3 separate regions of the Sus scrofa genome follow, and all the other regions are linked to region 1. Evidence: chromatin contacts called from public Hi-C data. All regions are on one chromosome and are shown on one strand. Each heading gives the region's core, a stretch centred on a gene start, on an enhancer-like site or on the middle of the called end of the contact. The rest is flanking DNA. Distances are from core to core; before and after follow the strand shown.

What was found. Hi-C and Micro-C count contacts between places; a contact is called where the count stands out from the background.
Region 2: a Hi-C map of fetal heart ventricle shows a contact between it and region 1, with 2.8 times the contacts expected there. The contact joins the enhancer-like site here to the promoter of NKX2-5 in region 1. A contact is called at or near these places in 4 of 47 Hi-C or Micro-C datasets (embryonic fibroblasts, fetal heart ventricle, fetal skeletal muscle and 1 more).
Region 3: a contact with region 1 is called in a Hi-C map of fetal heart ventricle, with 2.0 times the contacts expected there. The contact joins the enhancer-like site here to the promoter of NKX2-5 in region 1. A contact is called at or near these places in 4 of 47 Hi-C or Micro-C datasets (adipocytes, embryonic fibroblasts, fetal heart ventricle and 1 more).

Annotation. Positions count from the first base shown.
Region 1 is chr16:51,084,086-51,088,645 of Sscrofa11.1, forward strand. NKX2-5 (homeobox protein Nkx-2.5) reads left to right here and starts at 1,929. Exons shown (of 2, transcript XM_003134041.2): 1 at 1,929-2,486; 2 at 3,978-4,560. The coding sequence starts at 2,156.
Region 2 is chr16:51,047,950-51,052,509 of Sscrofa11.1, forward strand. LOC110257268 (a long non-coding RNA gene) reads right to left here. Exons shown (of 4, transcript XR_002339663.1): 4 at 1-1,705. Among named protein-coding and RNA genes, the nearest start is that of NKX2-5, 36 kb to the right of the region's middle. Within about 2 kb of position 1,827, at least 4 of the 83 cell types and tissues checked have an H3K27ac peak or open chromatin away from gene starts, as enhancers often do.
Region 3 is chr16:51,119,978-51,124,537 of Sscrofa11.1, forward strand. No RefSeq gene overlaps it. Among named protein-coding and RNA genes, the nearest start is that of BNIP1, 18 kb to the right of the region's middle. Within about 2 kb of position 2,139, at least 6 of the 83 cell types and tissues checked have an H3K27ac peak or open chromatin away from gene starts, as enhancers often do.

The sequences.
Region 1 (4,560 bases), core at 679-3,178:
AAGAGGCCACTGATGTGCAGATCCGTCGAGGGAGAACCAGATTGGGAGTTTGGGGGGTTGGGCGGTGGGCGGGTGCGGAGGGTTTCTGGGGCTTCAGACAGCCTCACTTTTGAAAAAAGGCATCTCTACGCAGACCAGCTAACAAGCCCACATTCGGCCGTCGTCCCTGGCTCTTGAAGGCTTGAAGCAAGATTTGGCCGCCGTGGCGAGGACCTGGTACTGACGGCTGGCGCCTGGAAGCCGGGGTGGGAGTGCTGAAGGAGACCGTTCTCCTTCGCCCTAGCCTGGAGCCACAGGCCCTACGAGTGCAGATCTGATGCGTGGCTGGAAAGGTTCCAACGCTAGGCCTGTGCCTGACTCCACTGGAACCCCTCCCAGTGGCCCTCACCGGTGGTTCACTGTCCGGCTTGAGCACCCTAAGGTTTACGTTCTGGATCTGTTTTGTGCATTTCCTGGGCGCCTTAAGCGCACATTCTGGAGTCTACGGTCCAGAGGGGGCTGTATCCTTAGCTTACTTTTAGCCCTGGGTGCCTCTCTTCTAATCCAGACACTTCGTGCCTAGTCCCCAAATGGCCCTCCACAGGGAGCCCACCCCTACACCGCCTCCATTCTCAGAAAGTTGGTGTGCTCCACCCAGAATTCCCAGCAAAAGCTTGGTTCCCGGGAAATTGACGCTTTTATGCCTGCCTTCCCCAGAGATACCGTAAGGCTGTGACCTTAACCTGGGGCCATTCTGTCTGCCGGGATTCTCTCTGAAATTGTACACAAACTAGAGTGCAAAATACAAAATACAGTGTTCTGGGGCTTTCATCGGATCTCCCAAGGGACCCAGAGGGATGCGGCAGGCCAGCACAGGATCTGGTGAGGTGGCTTGCCCTCCCCCAAAACTGACAGATTTGTCTGATGGACGATCCCAACTTACTGACCCTGGGCTAAAAATGAACACCCAGCCTCTCCCCACCATGTGCCTGGCTCCGATGCCTGGTAGCCCCTCCCAGAGCTAACTTAGAGAATTCTGACTGCTCTGGGCTTGGAGGAGCCCCACCTGCCTGAGACCTAAACCTGAGCTGGGGTGTGAGGCCCTGGTGCTGACAAAGGCCTAGAGGCCTTGCTGCCAGGCAGGGCACAGAGGGATGCAAAAAACGACAGGTCCTCAAGAACAGGAGACTTGAGGTCGCTGGGAGCTAGGACGCCCTAGAAGACAGCTTTGTACTGGAAAGCTGAGTTTCCCAACTGGGATTTTGGATTTGTTTCATTATTAAGGAGAGGGTCACCTCTCTGGGAGGAGACTGGCAGTGACCAGGGACCCCTGGAGCTGTGTATTGCATCACTGGAACTACAGTAGGAGGTAAACCCCCCACCCCACAACCACCTACCTCGCTTTTCAGAGGGACTTACCCAGGAGCCCCCAGGGCTGGCCTCCTGGGGAAGGGGGGGACTACCAGGGCACGACTGGCCTGGTAAGTCAAGCTTCCCGGGATTCCAAAATTTCCAGAATGTCCCCCTCCTGCCATCACCCCAGAGCAAATCCTCTCCCCTAAGCTTCTCTTCTTATTCAGACTCTGCCAAGTCGGATACACCACACCATCAGTAAAAAAGCCTCTACAACTTTTAGAATAACTCCCTCTCCACAGCACCCCAACCAATCCTTTGCTTCCCTGTTTCATTTCACATGCTGAGGAACATTTCTTCAAATCCCAGATTCACCCAACCCGTCCCAAAGCTGGATTCAGAGCATAATCCGGTCCTTTCCTGTGCATGCATCCTGGTAGGGTTTTCAGGCTAATACTATGGACAAATCTCAGGCTGCAGGAGCAAAAGGAGAGCCTTCCAAGCGCGGCCCCTTTAAAAAGCTGAGCGGGATTTTTTTTTTTTTTTTTTTTTTGAGCCGTATGACTATATTAGGTGACACGAAACTGCTCATCGCTCCTGTCAACGAGGCCCCCGGCCCAATGGCAGCCTGAGTCCCCCTCCTCCGGCCTGGTCCCGCCTCTCCTGCCCCTTGCGCCCCGCATTACCTGCCGCCTGGCCACATCCCGAGCTGGAAGGCGGGTGCGCGGGCGCGCAGCGGGCACCATGCAGGGAGGCTGCCAGGGACCGTGGGCAGCGCCGCTCTCTGCCGCCCACCTGGCGCTGTGAGACGCGCGCTGCCACCATGTTCCCCAGCCCCGCGCTCACGCCCACGCCGTTCTCGGTCAAAGACATCTTGAACCTGGAGCAACAGCAGCGCAGCCTGGCCGCCGGGGAGCTCTCCGCGCGCTTGGAGGCCACCCTGGCGCCCGCCTCCTGCATGCTGGCCGCCTTCAAGCCCGAGGCCTACGCGGGGCCGGAGGCCGCAGCGCCCGGCCTCTCCGAGCTGCGCGCCGAGCTGGGCCCCGCGCCCTCACCAGCCAAGTGCGCGCCCTCCTTCTCAGCCGCCCCCGCCTTCTACCCGCGTGCCTATGGCGACCCCGACCCCGCCAAGGACCCTCGAGCCGATAAGAAAGGTGAGGAGGAAACACAAGCTTCTTCTCCTCTCTGGGGTCGTTGTTGTCCTCAAACCCCGGCGGACAAGAAACTCTGGCCTTGGGTAGAGGAGACGCGAGTGCCTGGGCGACCGGTCGAGCAAAGGGGGCTCCGAGTGTGAGAAGCGAGGCTGTCGCCAGGGCCCCCGTGCCCGAGTCCAGTCGGAGGTTTAGAGGAAATGCTGGATCGTGATGATCAGAAACCAGAGACAAAAGAGAAAAAAACAAATTTTTTTTTCGGCCTAACAAAGCCCCAGGCTGCAGCAGCTCTGCTGCTCGATCTGTTAGCGATGTTTGTAATAGACAGAACAGAGGGAGGAAGAGAGAATCTTTTTTGTTAATCTCTTAAGGATCTTTTTGAGCATCTGACAAAAACTGCTAAACAGAAATGTAAATGCTGCACACCAGATGTACTTTCGTGCACAATAGGAGAAGGTCCAGGACTTCTGTAGCTCACCCGTTTCCCAGTGGTCCTGGGGGCCTTTCCTCCTTTGTGCCAGGAGAGTGGAATCTTTGAGAACAGGATCTTGAATTAAAAATGGGATACTCCGGGGCGCTTGGGAACCTGACTTAACAGCTTTATTTTTCCATAACAATTTCCCCACGTGGCCGGGGCCAAGAAGTTCTCTCCTGGATAAAGTTAGAAAATGCCCTGCGACAAAAGGCTTGGGTCGATGGAGCTGACTGGGGAAGGTGGCAGGATCTCTGCGCACATCCCCAGGTCCAGGGGGAGGCTGGCCTGGAGGTGGAAAAGGCGCCTTGGGGAGCTGGCCCCCCGCAGGGTCCTTTCCAACCCGAAAAGGCCAGGGTTCTTTCTGTGAACCAAGATTTGTCTAGTCGCAGAGGAAGGCCCTGGGAACAGCTGCCGGTGGGCACGGTGGCTTGAACTGGTTGCTACCAATTCAAATCTAACTCGAGCACAGTGACAGGCAAGTTCTGAGGCCGCCTGCCCACCTGCTGCTTTTTGGCGGCTGTACAATAACCTGTGGCCGTCGCGGGTGTCTTCCATAGGTCACCAAACCAGCACCTCTTGGCTGTTTCTTCAGTTGTATAATTTTGAGACAATGTGACCGACCCTTAGGTCTTAACTTTTCAGACCCAAGTAGCCCTGATCTAATTCACCTCAATGCATCGTTGGGCTTTATTTTCTTTGCAGCCTGAAGTCTTAAGTCACTGTCCATCTCTCTCACCAGAATGTGAACTGCCCGAGGACAGGGACCTCTCATTTTTGTTCTCCTATGCCTATAGCCCTACCTAGCACATAGTAGGCATTCAACAAATGCTGATTGTCAAGCGGAAATCGAGTAGTCTAGGTGCCCAGTGCACCCGGCGGAGTAAGCCGCACCCAAGCTGGGGTCTGAAGGCAGGTCGGGATGCCACCCACTGGGGCCCATCACCGGGCGGGAGCTCCGAGGGTCGCAGGTCCAGCAGCTCTGACCTAGCTTCTCTCTGCCTCTCTGTTCCCCCCCGCAGAGCTGTGCGCGCTGCAGAAGGCGGTGGAGCTGGAGAAGCCAGAGGCGGACAGCGCCGAGAGACCTCGGGCGCGACGACGAAGGAAGCCGCGCGTGCTCTTTTCGCAGGCACAGGTCTACGAGCTGGAGCGACGCTTCAAGCAGCAGCGGTACCTGTCGGCTCCCGAGCGTGACCAGTTGGCCAGCGTGCTGAAGCTCACGTCCACGCAGGTCAAGATCTGGTTCCAGAACCGGCGCTACAAGTGCAAGCGGCAACGGCAGGACCAGACTCTGGAGCTAGTGGGGCTGCCCCCGCCCCCGCCGCCGCCGGCCCGCAGGATCGCGGTGCCAGTGCTGGTGCGCGATGGCAAGCCTTGCCTCGGGGACTCCGCGCCCTACGCGCCAGCCTACGGCGTGGGCCTCAACGCCTACGGCTATAACGCCTACCCCGCCTACCCGGGTTACGGTGGCGCGGCCTGCAGCCCTGGCTACAGCTGCACCGCTGCGTACCCAGCCGGGCCGCCCCCGGCGCAGTCGGCTACGGCCGCCGCCAATAACAACTTCGTGAACTTCGGCGTCGGGGACTTAAACGCGGTGCAGAGCCC
Region 2 (4,560 bases), core at 577-3,076, 36 kb before region 1:
TAGCAAACAATAAGGTTTAGGAAACTCTACAGTAGGGTACTAATTTTTTTCAATGTTTTAATACATACCTGGGAAAGATAATTCACTGCCACCCTTGAGATCCCCACCCTAAGGGACGGGCCTCGGCAGAGAAACACAGACAGAGGCAGAGCCCCACAAGAGGCATTCGGGGGGCCACTCTGCATGTACTGTTTTCCTGGTAAATCCCAGGAGTGCAGAATTCCACCAGGCTTTATCGGGAGCCTCTTCCTTCCTGCTCTGAAAGCGCCCAAGGTGGGCAGCCACGGCCCAGCACTGTCCCCTCTCACCCAGCAGAGGGCGCGAGTGGGCAAGCAACCTGCCCCGGCGTTGGAAGACGCCCCCTCGGCACGCACCTGGCTGGGCTGTGAGCACGTCTCACTTGCTAAATGACCGACTGCACTTTTAAGTCGCTTGCAAAGTCACCTAGTCCAATCCTAGTGATAGAGAACATACTTTTGAAAAAGCTCTCCCTTTCCTGAAAGAAGAGCTGCTCAGCCAGGATCTCCCCACCTCCTCCAAGGCGAAAGGGGCGGAAAGTGGGGCAGAAACAAAGAGGGACCCAGGCTAAACCGAGCAGGGCTTTTTAATCCTTCTGCACTTATGTTTTGGACTCGAGGGCACTTGGCGCTTTTCCAGGCAGCCTAAAACGAGGGCTCTTCAGCACACCCTACATGCAAGTAGGGAAGGGCTCATGGGTGGGAGTGGAACAGGGGTGGGGGGCAGGCAAGCGGCTTCCTAGACTCGGAGACTTCAGGGGATTAGGACAGTGACAGGACAGGCGTCTTCTGCAGGGAACGCTGCCAGCCCCCGGGCCCTCCTGCCCCCGCCTCTCCCGAGCCTGGGTCCAGCCTTTGCCAGTGACCCCTGAGCTCAGCCCCTCTGTGCGTCTCAGTTGATGTCTCTGGCCGTTTGGGGAAGGGGAGGGGGCAGAGGGCTTGGCAGGTCTGGCCCCACCAACTGCCACCTTGCCGGGTGTGAGCAGAACAGCAGGTGGGTCCAAAAGGAAGGCACAGTTTGCCTATGTTGGCATCTGGCAGCATCACGCTGCAGCTTCCATGATATAAATACAGGGAGCGAAAATAGCTAATCCCAGATAACAGCAGTGTAATCACCCAGCGCCCGGCCTGGAATCCCAGAGAATTTGGAGGGAGCAGCTGCGGGGGCTGCCCCCTTCGGCAGCCCACTGCCCCTGGGTGGCCCGGGCTGAGAGAAAGCCAGCACAAAGCAGGGGAGTGGGGAGCAACTGGAGGACAGAGCCCTGATGAAAACACCTCTAATCACCACTCTGCCTAGGAAGGATGGTTTTTCTGGAAACACCATGAGAATTCTGAGCTGCAGCAGTGTGAACCTGGTCTCCCAGTCTTAATTGAGACGTGATGATAAACGTGGAATCATCTAGGTTGTTTGTTTGTTCGCTTTTTTTATCTTCTGGGTATTATTATCATCACTGGTGTCCTTCTGGTCCTCCAGTCTGGGAGGTCAGGGCCTCTCCCATGTTCCTCCCACCTTCAGGTCCTGGGCACAGTCTGGTGTGTGTCCACCATCCCCAGACTCTTGCACTCAGATCGGACACACCGGCAGCACTGCGTGGTTACCACTGAGGTTCCCAACAATGTAGGCACAGCTCCTGCGGAGACAACCAGTCATCTGGGAGAAGCTGGTGGGCTTGCCGTCATTAGCCATCCTGTTCAAACAGCACATTTCATTAGGGCTGCTGGAGATGGTGCAAAGAGCTCAGGCCCCTCCCTGCCCTGTCCAGTGCGCTCCCTGATACTCTGCTTGACGGACACGCCATCCCCAGCTAGTCACATCTGTCCTCACACACTCTGTGATTCGTCCTATTGTCCCTGCTTCTGAAGGGCCCTGGACACTCATCCCTTCTGCCTGTCAGGAGGTGGTCCCTCGCTCAGACGCCACTGCAGACAGAGCCCGGCGGCCCTGGAGTTGACTCGGGCTGGACCGCTGTGGATGGACGCTGATCAGGTGAGGCCACAGTGGGGCTCAGAAGCAATGGTGGGGGCTGGACCTCAGAAATACGTCCTGGGGGAGCACCCAAGAAATTCGATCCTACTAGTGTTCCCACTGTGGCTCAGCGGGTTATGAACCTGACTAGTATCCGTGAGGACGTGGATTCGATTCAATCCCTGGCCTCGCTCAGTGGGTTAAGGATCCGGCGTTGTGGTGACCTGCAGTGTGGGTCACAGACTCCGATTAGATCTGGCGTTGCTGTGGCTGTGAGGTAGGCTGGCACCTGCAGCTCCGATTCAGCCCCTAGCCCGGGAATTTCCATATGCCTCAAGTGTGGCCCTAACAAGCAAAAAGAAAAAATGGGAAAAAAAAAGGACATTTGATCCCCGGTGGGAGCATCATTACCACTCTGTCTATCCAGGAAGAGGGAAGAGGAAGAGTCCAGAGCAAACCAGCAGGAATGGGGAATGGAAGCATTTGTCATCTCGGCACAATCCAGGGGAGGCAGTGAACAAGACCCCTGCTGACTGGAGAACCCAACGAATTAGGAACAATATTATTTTATTTTATTTTATTTTTAATTTTTAATTTTTTGCTTTTTAGGGCTGCACTCGCGGCATATGGAGGTTCCCAGGCTAGGGGTCGAATTGGAGCTACAGCTGCCGGCCTACCCCACGGCCATAGCAACGCAGGATCTGAGCCACGTCTGCGACCTACACCACAGCTCGTGGCAACGCCCGATCCTTAACCCACTGAGTAAGGCCAGGGATCGAACCCACAACCTCATGGTTCCTAGTCGGATTCATTTCTGCTGCACCCTGAGGGGAACTCCTGAGCAATGCTATTTTAGTTTGGAGTCTCATGTCACTTTGTCACACAGGCCTCCGTACAGTCACTGCAGAAGGGAGTCACTGTGCTCCCTCTCCCTCAGACGACCACGAAGACCAGCCACAAACAGCCCAGTGAAGAGCAAACCCTGAGCTGTACAAGTCTCTGACCCCCCGGCTGCAAGGTGTGTCCACCTCAGAGCCTACCCCTCCCCTGGGCCTCCGGGAGATGGAGACCCCTCCAAAGAAGGGTCTGTGAACCTGCAAGACCCCCTGGGCCACCACAGGAAGCTCAGCCACCAAGATTAAATTTGAAGAGTATTTGATGACATGGGAAAATGCTTACAATTTTATACTAAGTGGAAAAAATATATGTTCTGTGATCTCAATTATGTAAAATCTACATGTAGAAATAATGGAGCCACACAACAAAGTATCTCCCATGTTTTCCGTTGCTTAGGAAGACTGTATCTTTTTTCTTCTTTTGCATGAACTCATCATGCTAGGAGTGCTCTCCAATGTCCCTCATCTTTAAGAAGAATCAGGAGTTCCCGTGTGGCCCAGCGGGTTACATATCCAGCGTTGTCACTGCAGTGGCTCAGGTGCTCAGGTGGCATGGGTTTGATCCCTGGCCAGGGAACTTCTGCATGCCATGGGTTTGGGCAAAAAAAAAAAAAGAGTTGCTGTTCAAGAGGAAGCATTAGGCCTGACAGTCACCTGTGCATTGAAGAAGCCCATGATGTCTTGGATGTGACTGCTTTGATTGATGGCTGAAAAAAGTTTTCAAGTTAAAAAATATAAAAGAATCAAATATTAAGTTAAAATGCTAAAAAATATGAAGTATTTAATACTACTTAACTTTAATAAGTACTTTATATTTAACTTAATATTTTAAATTTATATTTTGATAGTTTAATATTAAATATTTTAACATTTAACTTAATTTAAATATTAAGTTAAAGTACTAAATAAAAATAATATTTTGCCTAGTTATGGCCAACGACTGATGCTTAAGAAGCTCTACATTAGTGTATTCACTTTTTTAAAGAAAAACAACTTTAAAAATACATACTTGTGGCTTCGTGAGGGAGGGGCGGTAATCCACTTCCACTCTTAAGATTCCTGCCCCAAAAGAGGGACCCCCACAAAGAATCAGAGGGACAGAGCTCCGCGAAGAGCATGCGGAAGGCCAAGAGGCCCCTAAACAGAAGGCCCACTCTGCTTCCTCTTCAACCCCAGGTGAATCCGTGAGGCTCCATCCAGGGTCCCTTCCCGATCCAGTCGGCTTCAACCTTGGTCCGGATCCACTACAGACCCTTGGTAACAGCGACCGGAAGATGGCATTTGAGAGCGTAACGATAGTACCTCCTGATATATCTGAATCTCTTCCTCATCACAAAGGTTTTCCTGGAGTTGCTGTTGTGGCTCAGTGGGTTAAGAACCCAACACAGTGTCTGTGAGGACATGGGTTTGATTCCTGGCCTCGCTCGGTGGGTTAAGGATACAGCATTGCCGAAAGCTGCAGTGTAGATTGCAGATGTGGCTAGGACCCGGTGTGGCTGTGGCTGTGGTGTAGGCGGGCAGCTGAAGCTCTGATTTGACCCCTGGCCCAGGAACTTTCATATGCCTCAGGTGCAGCCTTAAAAGGAAAAAAAAAAAAAAGGTTTTCCTTACATATTTAACAGAAAATGAACCCCCAAATAGCAAGTGAATAAAAGAAGGGAAAAGCCATTGGTTGAATATA
Region 3 (4,560 bases), core at 889-3,388, 36 kb after region 1:
TCATGGAACAGTTTGTGGGGCAGTGGATATGCTCATTATCTTGATTATGGTTGTATACAAATGTCAGGACTCACAATTGTACAGCCTGTGCAGTTTGTTATATATAAATTTCTTCTCAGTAAGACTATTTTTAAAAAGGCCAGTACTTACAATAAAATCCCATATTTGTTGTAGATGGAAAAGAAAGAAAAAAAGATCTATAATCCACTCCCAAATGTTAATGGGGATTATTCTCTCTAGATGGGATTATGATTTCATATCTTCTGGGGGAGGAATTTGTTCTGGTTAAATTCATGTACTAGTTTTCCTGCAGTTGACATACACTGTACTGCTTTCATAATATGAAAATCCACTTTGACAAAAGTGTGCTCTCTCCTATAAAGGAAACACCTTCCAGCCTTTATAAATTGGGGTAAAACCCCCGAGCTAAGGTGACATCTGTGAAGTGCTGGCCCTAGGGTGGCTGGAAACTCCTACAGCACAGCATCACACCCTTGAGGTTTGGGGATAACCCTGCACGGACTACCCCTTCTGATCCCAGCGCCCTCATTTCCCACTCCCCCTGCCTTCCACCCTGTGGTTGGTGGAAGCGGGGTGGACTCCACCCCCATACTGGGCACATGACTTGGCCCTCACTAATCAGGACAACCTGCCCCTCTGGTGGCAGAACTAGTGCAGGGACCCACAGAGGGATTTTCAGGAACTCAGGGAAAAGGCTCTCTCTTCTGGGATTCCAAGCTAAGTGGATGTAAGTCTGAGGCTGTCCCATGGAGGGTGGGAGAGACTGGCCACCTGGGGAAAGTCTTGAGAATAAAACCAACATGGAGGAAATATGGAGGAGAGATGAAAGGAGACCAGTTCTTAATATTGCTGTTAGAGCACCTGGATCCAGCTGTACCTAAAAGCCACTTTCTGTTATATGAGCCAATGAATTCCCTCCTTTGCTTAGGTGACTGCCTGGTTCTGAACTCCCTGTGCTGAGCCCAGGTCAGCAGGTATCCTCACACAGGGATCTTAATCCCTGCACCCCTCAATGCCTCATCTCCACCCTCCCTTTTAAATGATTATGGCTGCTCAGTGGAGTCTGCATGAAGAGGGAGCAACTAGTCCCTCTGTCCCTACAGCTTAGTTGGCTTCCCTTATTCCTGTTGTTCAGAGAATTCGGAGGCTCTGGAAGCCAACTGCCTGATTTTAATCCTTGATCCACCAGTTCCCAGCTATGTGACCTGGGGTATGTTTCTGGTCCTTTCTGGCCCTCAATTGCCTCAACTGTGGTGACACCACCTACCTGGTAGAATCCTTGGATTAAGCGACATAATAAGTGATCACTCAGTGAATTTATTATCATCACCTGCTGAACATAAACACATCCCCAAATACTGCTTTTGGATCTCATTACAATCATTTAGCATTAGCTTTATTTTGACCGCCACTGGTTGTTTCTAAGCAGTCTAAAGGAGTGGTCACTTGGGGCTCCCAGGGTTTCTGGGACCCAGTCTAGGACACTTACCACCCTCTAGTCTAACTCTCTGGCTCCAGGTCTGTCTCCATCAGGCTGCACAAGGCAGGTGGAATCTTCCTCTTTTGTCTCAGCACCCAGCACAGAGTATAGCCAGTGCTTGCACTCCAAAAGATTCTGGAATAGACTGAGGTCATTCAGGAAGGCAGCTGGGACCAGGCAGAGTCTAACCACTACCCCTCCCTTGGTTGTCTCATCAACTGGTTTGCAAGCCTGTTCCGGAGGCAGAGAACACCACGGAAGAGGAACCAACCAGGAACACCCTTCTTAGAAACCATGACATTTCTGTCAGGAGCACACTTGTTTTTCATACCAGTCAAGCTGTCAGATTAAAAATGACGGGTCATTTCCTCATTTTTCAGCCCATGTTCATTAGCGACGTTCTGGATTCATTTCATCCAGGAGCACATTGCCAGGAAACAAAACCACTGGGGGAGGAGGAGGAGAGCGAGGATTTAAGGATAAGAAAAAAGAGAATATTTTACACTGAGCTAATTCTACCCATTGACTTTGGGGGGCGGATGGACTGGGAAAGATGGCCAGTGTGCCCTGGCCTGCTCTGTCCCACTGTCGACACTTTGCCATGTGAGAAGCTCTCCTCCAAACCGGGTCCTGACTCAACAACCTCGGCACCCCCTTCTTGGCCTGAGCCATTTCCTCAAATAAAGCCCCAGCGAGAAAGGGGAACGGATGCAGTGTTCATCAGGGTCACAGCATGAGCTCCTGGCCTGAGCTTTGTCCTTAAATCTTCCCAGTGCTCCTAAGAGGTCGGGGCTGTTGGCTGTTCTGTGCTCCAGATGAGCAAATCACGGAGGCGCGATCCTTGCCCAGGACATACAGGCAAGGAAGAGTGCTGTTGACCCAAAGGCCCCACTTGTGACCACCATGCACTGTGGTCCATTGAAAACACTGACCAACACCACAGGCCCTTTTGGGGATTGGGGGGGTAGGGTGGTTAACACCCACCTCCCCTCAGCCCAGCCTGCAGCCCTTCATTCCTGACAGCGTGGCTGAGACTCCGGTCTGGTATCTCTTAGATTAGCCCCCAGCTATTTTTATTCTGCCCTTGCTTAGTGGAAGAAACACAATTTGGGCAAACTCACAGGCAGGGCCCCCAGGAGACCACCATTCGCCAAGGAAGAAAACAGAGCTTATTTTACATTTTACTATCTTATTTTTTTGAATCTTTTTTTTCCTTAGAAGCATCTCCAAATTGAGTCACGGTCCCAGATTGCCTCCAGCAAGGCCTTGCTGGCACATAAACGCACCTACACCCACGTGTCCAAAACCCAATTCCTGATCTCCTTCCTCCTTCAGTCACTTAGGCCAACATGTCATAGTTCTTTGCTCTCCATCCTTCAAGAATGATAGCCCTTCCTTCAGGAAACCTTGTCTGGTTGGTTTTCTCTTCAAAATACATTCAGAATATGACTCTCTCTCACCACTATGTAAGTCCTGCCATCAGCCAGGTACAAGCCACCATCACCGCCACCCGGACGGCTGCCAACTGACCTCCTAACTGGTCTCCCTGTTCTGCCTGTGTCCCCTTCACATTGTTATCAACGCATAAATCATATCAAGTCGCTCCTCTGCTCAAAAGTCCCAATGGCTCCCCATGTCCCTCAGAGTACAAGGCCAGTCCTTCCAGGGACCTGCAAGGCCATTCGTGATTTTGTCCTTCACCGTCTCTCTGACCACCTGTGGTCCTTCTCTCTCGATCTTCCCACCCTGCCCCAGCCACACTGGCTCCCTTGCTAGTCCCCAGACATGCCAGTCACACACCAATTCTGGGGTTTATCCCCCATGTAAAGTAATTCTCCAACACCAGCTGGGTATCCAACAATTCAGCTCAATTCTGACACTACCCACTTGAAGGGAGCAGCAGATGCCACAGATGGGGGGCTCAGTCCTCCAAGATGGCCTTGCCCACCCCCCACTTCAGGCTAATTGCAAGTCCAGGCTGTTACCTGTGCTTCTGACCAACAGGCTATAGATGGGAGGTGCCCATGAACCCCTCTTCCTGGGGTTTGACTAATTTGCTAGAGCAGCTCACAGAACTTAGAGAAACATTTTGCTTAGTAGGTCACCAGGTTATTATAAAAGAATATAACTCAGGAACAGCCAGATGGAAGAGATCTACAGGGCAAGGGATGGGGAAAAAGGGCGGAGCTTCTGTGTTCTCCCAAAGTGCACCACTCTCCCCAGTCTCCATGTGTTCACCAACCTGGAAGCTCTGAACTCCATCCTTTTGGGGTTTTATGGAGGCTTCATTAGATCATCGGCCATTGGTGATTGAGCTCAGTCTCCAGTCCCTTTCCTCTCCCTGGAAGTTGAGAGGTAGGACTGTAAGTTCCAACCCTCTAATCACGTGGCTGGTTCCCCTGGCAACCAATTCCCACCCTTAAAGATCTCCAAAAATCAACTCATGGACACAACAAAGGACAACTTTATCACTCCCATTGCAGGAAATTCCAGTGGTTTTACGAGCTCTGTGCTGGAAATCAAATATATTTTATTTATTTAGAAACCAAATATATTTTATTATAAACCACAATCTCACAGATGCTCCCACCTGTGCTCTAGCTGGTCCCTGTGTGGAACCCTCTTCCCTCAGGGGTCCACTCTGCTCACATCTTAACCTCCTTAATGAGGCCACCTCTGACCTTTCTACTTAATATTGCAAACCTGCCCCCACTCCCTACACCTTCACCTTCTTTGCAAATTTCTAATTTCCCATGGAGTTACATTTCACAAAATATTTATTTTCTAACATAATGAATGATTTATTTAGTGTGTTAATTTTTAAATTGAAATATAGTTAACAATATTATAGTATTTTCAGGTGTAGAGCACAGGGACTCCATATTTTTGCAGATTATTCTCCAGTATATTATTGCAAGATAACGGCCATAATTCTCTGTGCTAAACAATATATCCTTGTTGCTTATCTATTTTATACATAGTAGTTTGTATCTGTGAATCCCAATCCCCCAATTTGTCCCTCCCTTTTTCCACTTCCCTTTGGTAACGACAAGTTTGTT